Linked DNA regions of Sus scrofa: regions 1, 2 and 4 are each linked to region 3. Evidence: chromatin contacts called from public Hi-C and promoter capture Hi-C data. All regions are on one chromosome and are shown on one strand. Each heading gives the region's core, a stretch centred on a gene start, on an enhancer-like site or on the middle of the called end of the contact. The rest is flanking DNA. Distances are from core to core; before and after follow the strand shown.

Region 1 (2,700 bases), core at 200-2,699, 410 kb after region 3:
TTCTAAAGATCCTTTGAATTCTAAAATTTTATAACTGTGAATCAACTTATAATAAAGACAGAAGTGGATATATATATATATATTTGTCTTTTTGCTATTTCTTGGGCCACTCCCGCGGCATATGGAGGTTCCTAGGCTAGGGGTCGAATCAGAGCTGCAGCCACCGGCCTACGCCAGAGCCACAGCAACGCGGGATCCGAGCCGCGTCTGCAACCTACACCACAGCTCACTGCAACGCTGGATCGTTAACCCACTGAGCAAGGCCAGGGATTGAACCCGTAACCTCATGGTTCCTAGTCGGATTCGTTAACCACTGCGCCACGACGGGAACTCCCAGAGGTGGATTTAGAATCAGGAGACTGGATTTGAGCACATGCCAGCTATGTGAACATGGACAAGCCATTGTACCTCTCTAAGCCTTGCAGAGATTTACTTCACAGGGTTTGGAAGGATGAGGGGGTTATTGTATGGCAAAGTACATTATAAAGAACTACCCAAACGTCAGGTATTATTTTACAATACCCAGTTTTTCTTTTTTTTTTTGTTCTAATTAATTAATGAGAAAAGGCAACCTAAAGCGACATAAAACTCATCTATTTCAATTTTAAAACCAGGAAATTTCCAGTAAGAATTAAGTGTGTGTCATACTTTGTTTTTGGCATTTATAGAATAATTTTATTCCATAATTGCTTATGCTTTGATGATTAATAATACCGGCTAAAGTTACTCACTTGTACAGGCCAGTCCCGCATAAGGTGGTCATTGTTCTTGGAGTCCCAAATTTTGAGGGGATCAAACAGTGAGGACAGTAAATGAGAACGGTAACAGGCACCTATAAACTAAACTCCTTATTCAGTAATCAATTTTGTGTTGAGACATCCGGACCCCCCGGAGAGGATGATAAACTGGCCAGTTCAGAAGGGAAGTTGTCCTGCTTTTCCAGTGAGATGGGCAGTCCTAGAATAAACGAAGATTTCCTGGGCAGAGGCACGTTTTCCCCGAGACAGCTTGGGCGGCTTATCACACAGGCAAGCCCTTTATATTCTTATAACCCTTTATGCTCTTTATATTAACCGCCCTAGGGTTTCTTTCCGGCCTTTGAATGGAACTTGGGGAAACTAGTTCGTTCGTGCACAGAGGCCACATTTTTTTTGATTATTCAGCAGAACCGATAAAGTATTTCCCTGAAGAGGTTCACGGAGCGCACACGCCTCTTACTCTGTGTTGAGTAACGCGCGAACTATGTATGCCGAGAGTGCCTAGCACACTGCTGTTGCTCAAGACTAGAGACGTTGCCAAAACATGGCTAACGAAGCAGCGCGGAACCATGGAGGTATGGAAGTTGGTGCGGTTGGACGCGCCCGACCTCCCCAGCCCACGCATGAAGTCGCACCGCCCAGGTGGCAAGACCGGCTCCGCGGCGCGCGCGGGGCGCCGTCCCCTGCGCAAGTGCGCACGCGCGCCCGTCATCCGGGTGCTGATCGCTGCTGCAGGTTGCGCCCGGGTGGCGAATAGGGGGCGGGGCCAGCGGCTCATTGTGCGCAGCGCTGCGCGGCGCCGGCTGCCGGCGAGGCCTGGGTCGAAGTTGGAGCTGCTGCCGCCGCCCTGCAGCCCACTGGCTGCCTCGGCCGCGCGCTGCTCTTCTAAAATGGCTGCCGCCACCGGTGCTGTGGCAGCCTCGGCTGCCTCCGGTCAGGCAGAAGGTAAAAAGATCACCGATCTGCGGGTCATCGATCTCAAGTCCGAGCTGAAGCGGCGGAACTTGGATATCACCGGAGTCAAGACTGTGCTCGTCTCCCGACTCAAGCAGGTGAGGCCCGGCGAGGGCCGGGAAGGCGAGCTTAGGCCGCGCCTCGGAGCCCCCACTTCCGCCGCAGCTCCCGGCCACCCGCAGCCGCCGGGACCCGAGGGGTGGCACGGTGGGGAGGCCCCAGGCGGCGCCCGCGCGCGCGGGGAGAGCTAGGACCCTCCCGCGGCGCCCCCGCCCCCGCCTCCGTGCGCCGGGCCTGGCCTGCCCTGGGCCAGCGAGCAGCCCGGGACCGGCCGCCGCAGCCGAGCGCACCCTTGCTTCCCCAGGGACGTCCTCGCCAGGCTGGCAGGACTGCAGCCGGCCGGCGCGGCCTCCCAAGGGCGACCGTGGAGATCCGGGAGGCACTCGGTCCCCAGCCTTTAGCGATGGTGAGCGCGTGCATTTCTTGGCCTCATAGGGACTGGTTACTTTGGTGACTTCTGCGAAGTTACCGTTTAATTGTGCCCAACCGTTTCCTCCCCATATTGGAGGGGAATTGATAGTGGGAGTTGATGGGTGGGTAAGAGAAAGGATTTGTTTTCCGCTGGGTTTTCTGTTTATGCATTAGCGCAATAATCTGCTTTTTCATCCCGGATAATCTTTCTGGTTTGAGTGAGTGTTGAAACTGTAGTAGAGGAGAAATAAGTTTGTATTATAGAAATTAGGAAAGCTCTTTTTAGTTCTTTGCTTTCGTAGCTAGCAACTTTTCTGCAATCGAGAATATTTAGACTTTTGTTCAGTATGATAATATGTGATAGTTAATTTTTTCGACTGGGTAAAATATAAAGCTCCATGTGATTTTGATACCTAATGATATTTCCTCCTGAAAGTGTCTCTCGTGTAGTTAAATTGCTCCTTTTTGAAGTTGCTTTATGAAATGACTGGCAATTCTGACGTCTTGAGGCTTGAGG
Region 2 (2,700 bases), core at 158-2,657, 380 kb after region 3:
TTAGCTTATCTTTTCCACAGTCTGTTCTTTTCGGCTGAAGGGGTCTCCAAAACAAGAACATTAAACATAAAACTTCAAATGAAATAAAGTCTAGATTAAGTCAAACTTTAAAAAGCTATAAGAACTATAAAATGAAGTCTATGTCAGCTGGCATCTTACTACCCCAAAGAGTTCTAAATTCATACTGTAGAGAAATCAAGAAACAGGAAAGCATGCAATACAATGGAGTCACCCCACACTACAAACATGAACAAATTAAAAGAATACCCTATACTTCCTGGTATTTTTTAAATGTTAGACTTGCTGAAACTAAAACAATTTTGTAAATTAATCCTTCTTCGATTTTTACAAGAGGATTATTTAAAAAAAAAAAAAGACTTGCGTTAAACTTATCTACTATAACTTACGAACTACGGTGACAAACCTCCATTTTTTCAGCACGGAAGAAATATTTCCACTACAGCACTGTCACTGACTCTGATAATTATCTAAGGTCAAAACTGAAAATATCAATCTTCTTTTAAAGAGCAACAAGCCAACTCTATACAAAATCTGACGCGTCTGTATTTCTGCTGTTCCGCGGTCTACGTTTCCTTGATCAGAGAAGAAGGCAACTCCCTAACCGTCAGGGCTGACTTAGCGCCCCCCAACACCCCGGGTGCGGGTTACCTCCGTCACTCCATTGTCAAATCGCACTCCCACGCTCAGTCCTCAGCCCCCGTCCTAAGACTCCAGGGAAGTCGAAAAAGGGAAAGAAATCCCCTCACCCACAGTCCCTTTCTGAGAAGTGTGGGTGTGTCGGTAGACGAATGCTTTGCTCAAACACAATCAGATCTTCTGCGGACACCCAGACCCTAAGTCACTATGGAGCCAGCAATAACCGGCCGGTCGCCGACCCTAGCCTGCCTCGGCCGCAGCCCTTCCTCTTTCTCCCCTCCAGTCCGGCCCCTCCCCCGTTGCGCGCACGCGCGGCCTCCAATCGATCCCCTCCCCCCCGGCCCCCTCACCTTAATCATTAGCTACCCTCTTCCCAGGCTCCGGGAATCACTGGCCCAGGAAGGAAGACAGAAGATGTAAGGGGGGAAGAGGATGCGTCGAGAACCAGTGATCTGCGCCTCAGCTGTTGGCCTAATAGGCCCCTACAGTCAAGAGCAATGTCTGTCACCGCCACCAAAACTGTACGAGCGGCAGCGGCTGGTTCGGCCCAGCTGACCCGGCTTGGGTTCAGAATGCCTAATTTGGTCCCACAGGAACTCCTTCCGCGAAGCTGCGGGCTCTTCTATGCTGCCCAGACCGAACACCTCGCCACCGTCGCCGCCACTGCTGCCGCTCTCCGGCCACCGCCGCCGCCGCCGCCTAACCAATCCCTCCTCTCCCGAGCAAGCACGACACTCGGGGGCTTTACGACAGTTCGCAAAGTAAGAGCGCAGCAGCCTTCAAGCCTCTATTAACATCTGTTTGTTTCTGCGCTTGCTCAGATTCTAGTTTCTCACCGTCCCGCCCCCTCTTTCCTGGCCCTCCCCCTTTGTACTCGCTTTAACATTTAGTGGGCGAAACCTAACGATGTCATAAAGCTCATTATTTTATTTTTCATGGTGAAACATGTCAGTATTTAGGCAAAATACTGACTACATCTTGGCTGATTTTTTCATAACGAAAAGTTAACAACTAACCGAAGGTTTATTGACTATACTTAACTTACAGTTGAACAAAAACATAATTCTTTAGTGTCTTTCACAGCAAATGATACTCAAATCATACTTGCCATCATAAAGATCCTGGTACTTCACCGTTAAGATGAATTTACTTCCGTAATCAGATCAAAAGTAGTAGTAAATGTCCTGGGAACTAACCGTACATATGCCTTTTAAGTATTTTATAAAAATCAGTAGTTAGCAAATGTTTCATTATGTGCATTAGAAGGATGTAGGGAAAGAGGATGTAGGCTTTGGAATCAGATTTCCTTCCAAATCCCACTGATACCAATTAACAGCTGTCTAATTGATTACAGACTTTTGTAAATATTTCCAAAGGAAAGGAAGGAAGGAAGAGAGGGTGGGAGGGACGGGAGGAAGAAAAGAAAGAAAATATCAATTATACTTCAATTTTTAAAAAATGAGGGTTTCCCGTTGTGGCTCAGCGGTAGCGAATCCGGCTGGTGTGGGTGTGGGTCCCTTGCCCCGCTCAGTGGGTTAAAGATCCAGGGTTGTGGGGAACTGCGGTGTAGCTCACAGACAGGACTCAGGATCTATGTGGCTGTGGCCGGCAGCTGCAGCTCTGATTAGACCCCTAGCCTGAGAACTTCCATATGCCCAAGGTGCCTGCTGCCCTTAAAAAAAAGAAAAAAGAAAGAAAGAAAGAAAAAAGTCTAAATCAAAAAAAACTTCAGTTTTGTTCTCTAAAAACTAAGGTAATATCATTTACCTCAAAGGGTTCTTGTGAGATTAAAAGAGTTCATGTAATGCTTCAAACATTACTTACCAATTAAGTTTTCAATAAACATTGATTCCTTTCTTTTGTCATCAACTTATCTTTCTCAATACCCCTTCCTTTGTCTATATTCTCCATATTGTTAAATGAAGAAAATATTTTAAAATAATAATGTTAATAAACAAGAAAGGGTAACAGGTTTTGTAGGTTAACCAGAAAAATATTGAACCAGGATTTTATTTCAACCCTCATACTTTCTCACTCTAAATA
Region 3 (2,700 bases), core at 172-2,671:
TCAACAGATACCTCCCGGTTTTCTGTCCAGTCTGTGCTACAGAATGCTACCAGATGAATTTCCTACACCTCCAAATGTGGCAGTTCCTTGCACAAAACTACTGCTACTTCTTTTTTTTTTTTTTTTTAATTTAGGGCTGCTCCAGAGGCATATAGAGGCTCCCAGGCTAGGGTGCAAATCAGAGTTTCAGCTGTCCACGACAGCAACATGGGATTCAAGCCACGTCTGCAACCTACACCACAGCTCACAGCAATGCCAGATCTCTGACCCACTGAGCAAGGCCAAGGATCAAACTCTCATCCTTGTGGATATTAGGTGGATTTGTTTCTGCTGCACCACAACAGGAACTCCAAAATTCACCCTTTAAAAATGTACAATTCAGTGGTTTTTAGTATATCCACAAAGTTGTACATGAATCACCACTAATTCCTGAATAGTTTCATCGGTAAAAAAACACATACTCATTAGTAATTACTTTCATCCTCCCCTTCCCCAGGTGCTGGCAATCAATAATTTAGCAATTTCTGTTTCTATGGATTTCCCCATTCTCTACTTTCATATAAAAGGAATCATATAATAGGGGGTCTTTTTTCCTGGCTTCCTTCACTTAATGTTTTCAAGGTTCATGTCAGAACATGCATCAGTACTTTCTTCCTTTTTAATGGCTGAATAATATTTCATTCCATGACTACACACATTTTGTTTACCATTCTAAATGAGGATTTTTTTTTTAATTGAAGTGTGGTTAATTTACAATGCTGTGTTACTTTCTGTGGTATAGACAAGAGGATTTTTAACACCCATTTCAACTCCAGGATCCTCTATTCAGGAGACGGGCAACCAACCAAGTTCATAGAGTATACTACAGTAAATCATTATGCTTCACAGTTTTTCTGAGCCCTGAAGTTTCACAGATCTAGGGAGGACCATCCTCTTATGACCCACCTAGTTTACTTCCTGAACCCTGAAAACAATATCGGACTCTCTACCTTTATTTCAGGATTCTGCTTTTCCCCACCCTAATCTTCTCCTAATTGCCCACCTGATTTCTTGATTGCACTACTAATTGTTCTCAACAGATAAATGTTGACTGAGATTGGATGGCACTTTCTTTCCAGGTCTCTCTCCCCTGGCCCTGGCTCACTGCACGTGCAACTTCTCCATCAAAACTCCCCCTCCTCTCCTCCCCCTCCACAAGCCTTCTTTTGTTTTCCAAGGAAATTCAGGTAAAAAAAAGGGTGGGGGAAACGATATTTTTGACTTTCCTCCCAATCCAGACGTTGGAAAGAAAAAGGATTTCCTTTGGGCTGCTGCCACGGCTCTGATCCTTCTGCTGATAAAATATTTCCTTCTTCAAAAAAAAAAAAAAAAGTACAGGAAAATTATACCACTTCGGCCACACCTACTCCAACTTTCGCGTTTAAAGGAAAAAAATTAGAAGTTTACCTCTCTTTCACAGAGTGGTTTTCTTCCTACCAGTTCAGGTCTGGCAGCCGGGAACGAGCTGGGTCAGCAGCGCTCTTTGGAGGCGGGCTTGGAGGAGGACTACAGGATCCAGAGGGCTTTGGAAACTCCGGCAGCTCCAAGCGTGTTGGCTACTACGGTTTCCCTGAGGAGTGACGATGTGAAAACAAACCCTGATTGGTCAGGCCTGAGCTGAATTCTCCATTTATGGACAGATTGCCCAGCCCGAGCCGAGGCTCAGCCAGAAGAGTACGGAGTAAGTGGCTGAAGAAAGAGCGAGGCAAGGCAGCGAGTCGGAGGCGCGCGGAGCATTGCACTCACCTAGGCGGGCGGCGAGCGCCCAGTCTGAGTGGACCCCGGCCCTGGGCAGCATGCGCCCCTCCTGCTAAGTCGCCTCCTTGTCGCCCTCACCTAGCGCCGCCGATCCTGCCTGGATGGAGTCCCCCAAGGGTTCCCATTGGTTCCTGTGAGTGCTTGGGTGTCGAGAGCCTGTTTTTGGCGTAGGGAACCAACTTTTGAAGTTCGCCCAGGAGACTGCATTCCAGCTCCAGCTCCCCGGCAGCCGGACCGGCAGAAGCGCGACTGCGGCGCGAGTCACCATGGTGAGTTGGCCGCGCGGCGTCCCGGGATGCCTGACCCGGGGATGGGGCAGTTAGCCCTGGCGCAGGGCACCCACCTTGGGCAAGCTGCCGAGCCCATGGTTGAAGAAGGTGGACGCTGGAGTCGGCACGTCCCGAGCCCATATTTCCTGCCGCTTTCCTTTAACCGGGCTGAGGGAGAGGGAGTGGGGGCCAAGGAAAACTTTCTTTCAAGTCGTTTTCGGCGTCGCCAAACTTTTCGTGGCCGGGTGGCTATGGCTGCCAGCTGTCGGAAGCCAGAGTATGGTGAGATCTGCTTTCAGGGGCACCGCCCGCGAAGGGGGTCGCTTTTTTCCTGCTGGGAAGGTGGGGGTGGCCGCCCGCGCCCCTCCGCGCGCGCACGCGCGCTCCTCGCTTGCGGCACCAGCGCCGCCGACCCCCGTTCCTCCCCCGGCTGCCGGCAGCGCCGCAGCTGTCCCGCTAGCATCCGCACGCCCGCGGGGGCGGCGCGGCCGCACAAAGGCAGCGGGGCGCCAGGTAGAGCGAGCACCTGGCGGTGGGCTGGCGGCTGCGGGCGAGATTGCCGATGGGCTGTCCGGAGCCACGCTGGCCTGCGCTTCTCCCGGCGCCCGCCGGGATGGTCTTTGCATCAAAAAGG
Region 4 (2,700 bases), core at 47-2,546, 260 kb after region 3:
CTGCCAGCCTATGCCACAACCACAGCAACACAGAATCTGAGCCGCATCTTCAACCTACACCACAGCAATGCTGGATCCTTAACCCACTGAGTGAGGTCAGGGATCGAACCTGCAACCTCTTGGTTACTAGTCGGATTCATTTCTGCTGCGCCACAACAGGAACTCCTGAGAAGACTACTCTCAACCCACTGAGAGGCAAGGGATTGAACCTGCATCCTCATAGATACAGTCAGGTTCCTTACCACTGAGCCACAATGGGAATTCCCTAAATACTGAATGTATTCAATTTATTAGGATTCTTAAAAGTCACATTGTTCAATTTTTCCAACAGTTACTGCCAATTTAAAAAAGCGTTTGAAAGTTTAATGCTTATAGGTTGAAACCTGACTAAATTAAATCCATTTGAAAGGAAAAACTGACAGCTTTTAACTAGCCTATAGCCAGGAGGATGGCGCTCAGGTGTGTCAGGTCCCTCTATTTTTCAGCAAAGAACAAAGTAAATCCAGATGCAATTCAACCACACAGAAAAACCCAAACCACCATTACCACTTGGTTTTTCGCGAGGATGAAATAAATGAATTTGGACCCTTCTCTCTCAGTTGGCCATATTGCCCCAAGTTATATGCAAAATCTCTTTTACACTTGAATAAAGAAATTAGTTTTTTTTAAAGGACAAGCCCATACATTAGTGAACTGAGCCTTGAAAAATTTCGTGTGCGGAAATAAATCGGAAATTCATACAAAGCGAAATGTTTAAGAGTTTGAAAAACACTCAGGGCCGTTGCTTGATCGAACATTCAGAACACTTTACAGCATTCGGAATTTCTTCAGGCCTTCCCTCCATCCCCATCAATGATACCTTAGCAGGCATGGAGTTATAGAAGAGAGGAAGGAAATCCCAAAAAGCTGTGTTTTAATGACTTCTTTAAAAACAAAGAGCCCTCGGGGAACGCACTTGGAGTCCTAGGCCCGGTGCTCGGGAGACTCCCTAGACAAGTGCCACCCCCCAGGGCGCATTCCTGCACTTTCCGCGCCCCGGGCAGGGACCGCCAGACCAGGAGCCGGGACCGGGACCAGAGAGGAAGCAAGGCCAGGAGAAGCCAGCGGGAGAGGGCAGGCCCCAAGGTCCGGGATGCTTAGACAAAGGCGAAAGCTGCGCAGGTTGGGACGAAGCAACTCTGAGATGAGGCGGGAGAGAAGCGAGAGGCGGCTTGGGAGTCTGCGCGGCCAGGGGCCCGGGCCGGTGCGGGCTAGGGGTGACCGGCCCACTCACCGTCGGGCGTCGGGGCAGCGCCATGAGGGACGGGACAGGCAAGAGTGGCAGCCCGGCTCAGGCACTGACGCGGTCTAGAAACCAAGAGCACTACTTTCCGCAGCCGCCGTTACGACTGTGCTACCGGCCCGCACCGCCGGATCTTGACCAAGTTGCTTAGTTCCAGGATTCAAATACCGCGCCGCTCGCGCCCCCATTGGGCGGCCCTACGTACGGCGCGCTCCTCCCATTGGCTAATCAAGAGGCATTCCCGAAGGATGATTGGCTGAATTTTCCAGACCCGTCTAGTAGTCGTAACAACTGGTTGTGGGGTTTTTTGTTTTGTTTTTTTTTTTCCTCCCTGCCTCCTGTCCTTTAAAAAAAAAAAAAAAAAAAAAACTCAGACCCTAAGATAAACAAAAATGAAATGCTTCATTTGGAAAGCAGACGTAGGACGTCTTCTCCGAATTTCGACGAGGCCTCAATTACAAAGGTCTATGTTTGTACTGGGTGGGCGGAAGTTGGTTCTCGAGAACATCCTGGAAATGCCATTTCTGACCTTTATTCCTCTTCCGGAAATTTCGCATTGGAGTTAAGGTTGGATTAGCCTGTCTCGGTTATGGAACTGACGACTTGGGATGGTTTCGGGCTGTACTGTTAAGTGAATGACGCTCAAACGTTTGCTTAAGGACTGGGAATTGTGGCGTTTACTCGAAAACTAAGATTCTTGGGGGGGGGAAATAAATGCAATTGATTTGTGTGACTCGTGATTCACGTAAACTCACCGTTGTGTTGCCAGCACCTAGCCCATTGTTTCATATGTGTTGTGGTGAGTGATCGTAAGATCGTAAGATAGTCTATTCGTCGAATAAACTATCTTATGACGTGCAGAAGATTTTAAAAAGAAAATAAGTGTAATCCAGCCTTGGACAGAGGTGGTAGGAGGATCAGGTGAAGACAGGAAAAGAGGAAAGAAAAAAATGAGAGGATCAGGAAAGAGAATAGGAAAGAGTCCCAGGCTCACAATGAAAGTAGTGGAATGAGCTTTGAAGAGCGTCTCCATCCGAGAATTTGAGCAAGCTTTCCCATCACTTCTCCTCCACTCTGTTACTGGGGTACTAATGATGGTTAAGTGAAGTTCAGTGATCTGGATTAATTCCTCGCCTTGCATCAGACATTTCTAGACCTGCTTCCTATTTTGTAAAACAGAAATAATTGCAGCTACCGCGTGGCATGGGAAAAATGTTAGAGTATCCATTGTTCTAAAACTAAAAATTAGATGTCCAGTATGGGGGGGGGAGGGTTGGGAAGAAAAAAATGGATGTTTAGTACACAGGGGTTGTGAGTAAAACTGTATTTTTGCTTTATTGTTATACTATTGTGGTGTTAACAAAGTACAACTAGAAAAGTAACAATCCTCAACAACTCACAGGGCTTTGTAAATTGTT

The links. Promoter capture Hi-C pulls out the DNA fragments that hold promoters and counts their contacts. A called contact is a pair of places that touch in the nucleus more often than the background predicts.
Region 1: a contact with region 3 is called in a promoter capture Hi-C map of liver, with 4 times the contacts expected there. The contact joins the promoter of SLTM here to the promoter of MYO1E in region 3. A contact is called at or near these places in 1 of 5 promoter capture datasets (liver), 1 of 47 Hi-C or Micro-C datasets (liver) and 1 of 2 datasets of contacts at active chromatin or transcription factors (alveolar macrophages).
Region 2: a Hi-C map of embryonic fibroblasts shows a contact between it and region 3, with 2.7 times the contacts expected there. The contact joins the promoter of RNF111 here to the promoter of MYO1E in region 3. A contact is called at or near these places in 1 of 5 promoter capture datasets (liver), 9 of 47 Hi-C or Micro-C datasets (alveolar macrophages, embryonic fibroblasts, fetal heart ventricle and 6 more) and 2 of 2 datasets of contacts at active chromatin or transcription factors (alveolar macrophages and skeletal muscle).
Region 4: a Hi-C map of skeletal muscle shows a contact between it and region 3, with 5 times the contacts expected there. The contact joins the promoter of CCNB2 here to the promoter of MYO1E in region 3. A contact is called at or near these places in 2 of 47 Hi-C or Micro-C datasets (mesenteric adipose tissue and skeletal muscle).

The regions. Positions count from the first base shown.
Region 1 is chr1:113,083,646-113,086,345 of Sscrofa11.1, forward strand. SLTM (SAFB-like transcription modulator) reads left to right here and starts at 1,450. Exons shown (of 21, transcript XM_021073623.1): 1 at 1,450-1,810. The coding sequence starts at 1,649.
Region 2 is chr1:113,058,199-113,060,898 of Sscrofa11.1, forward strand. RNF111 (E3 ubiquitin-protein ligase Arkadia) reads right to left here and starts at 1,408. Exons shown (of 14, transcript XM_013992925.2): 1 at 1,008-1,408.
Region 3 is chr1:112,676,124-112,678,823 of Sscrofa11.1, forward strand. It overlaps MYO1E (unconventional myosin-Ie), which reads left to right and starts at 1,422. Exons shown (of 28, transcript XM_003353343.5): 1 at 1,422-2,066. The coding sequence starts at 2,064. FAM81A (protein FAM81A) reads right to left here and starts at 1,552. Exons shown (of 9, transcript XM_005659549.3): 1 at 1,447-1,552.
Region 4 is chr1:112,940,776-112,943,475 of Sscrofa11.1, forward strand. CCNB2 (cyclin B2) reads right to left here and starts at 1,297. Exons shown (of 9, transcript NM_001114282.1): 1 at 1,274-1,297. The coding sequence starts at 1,297.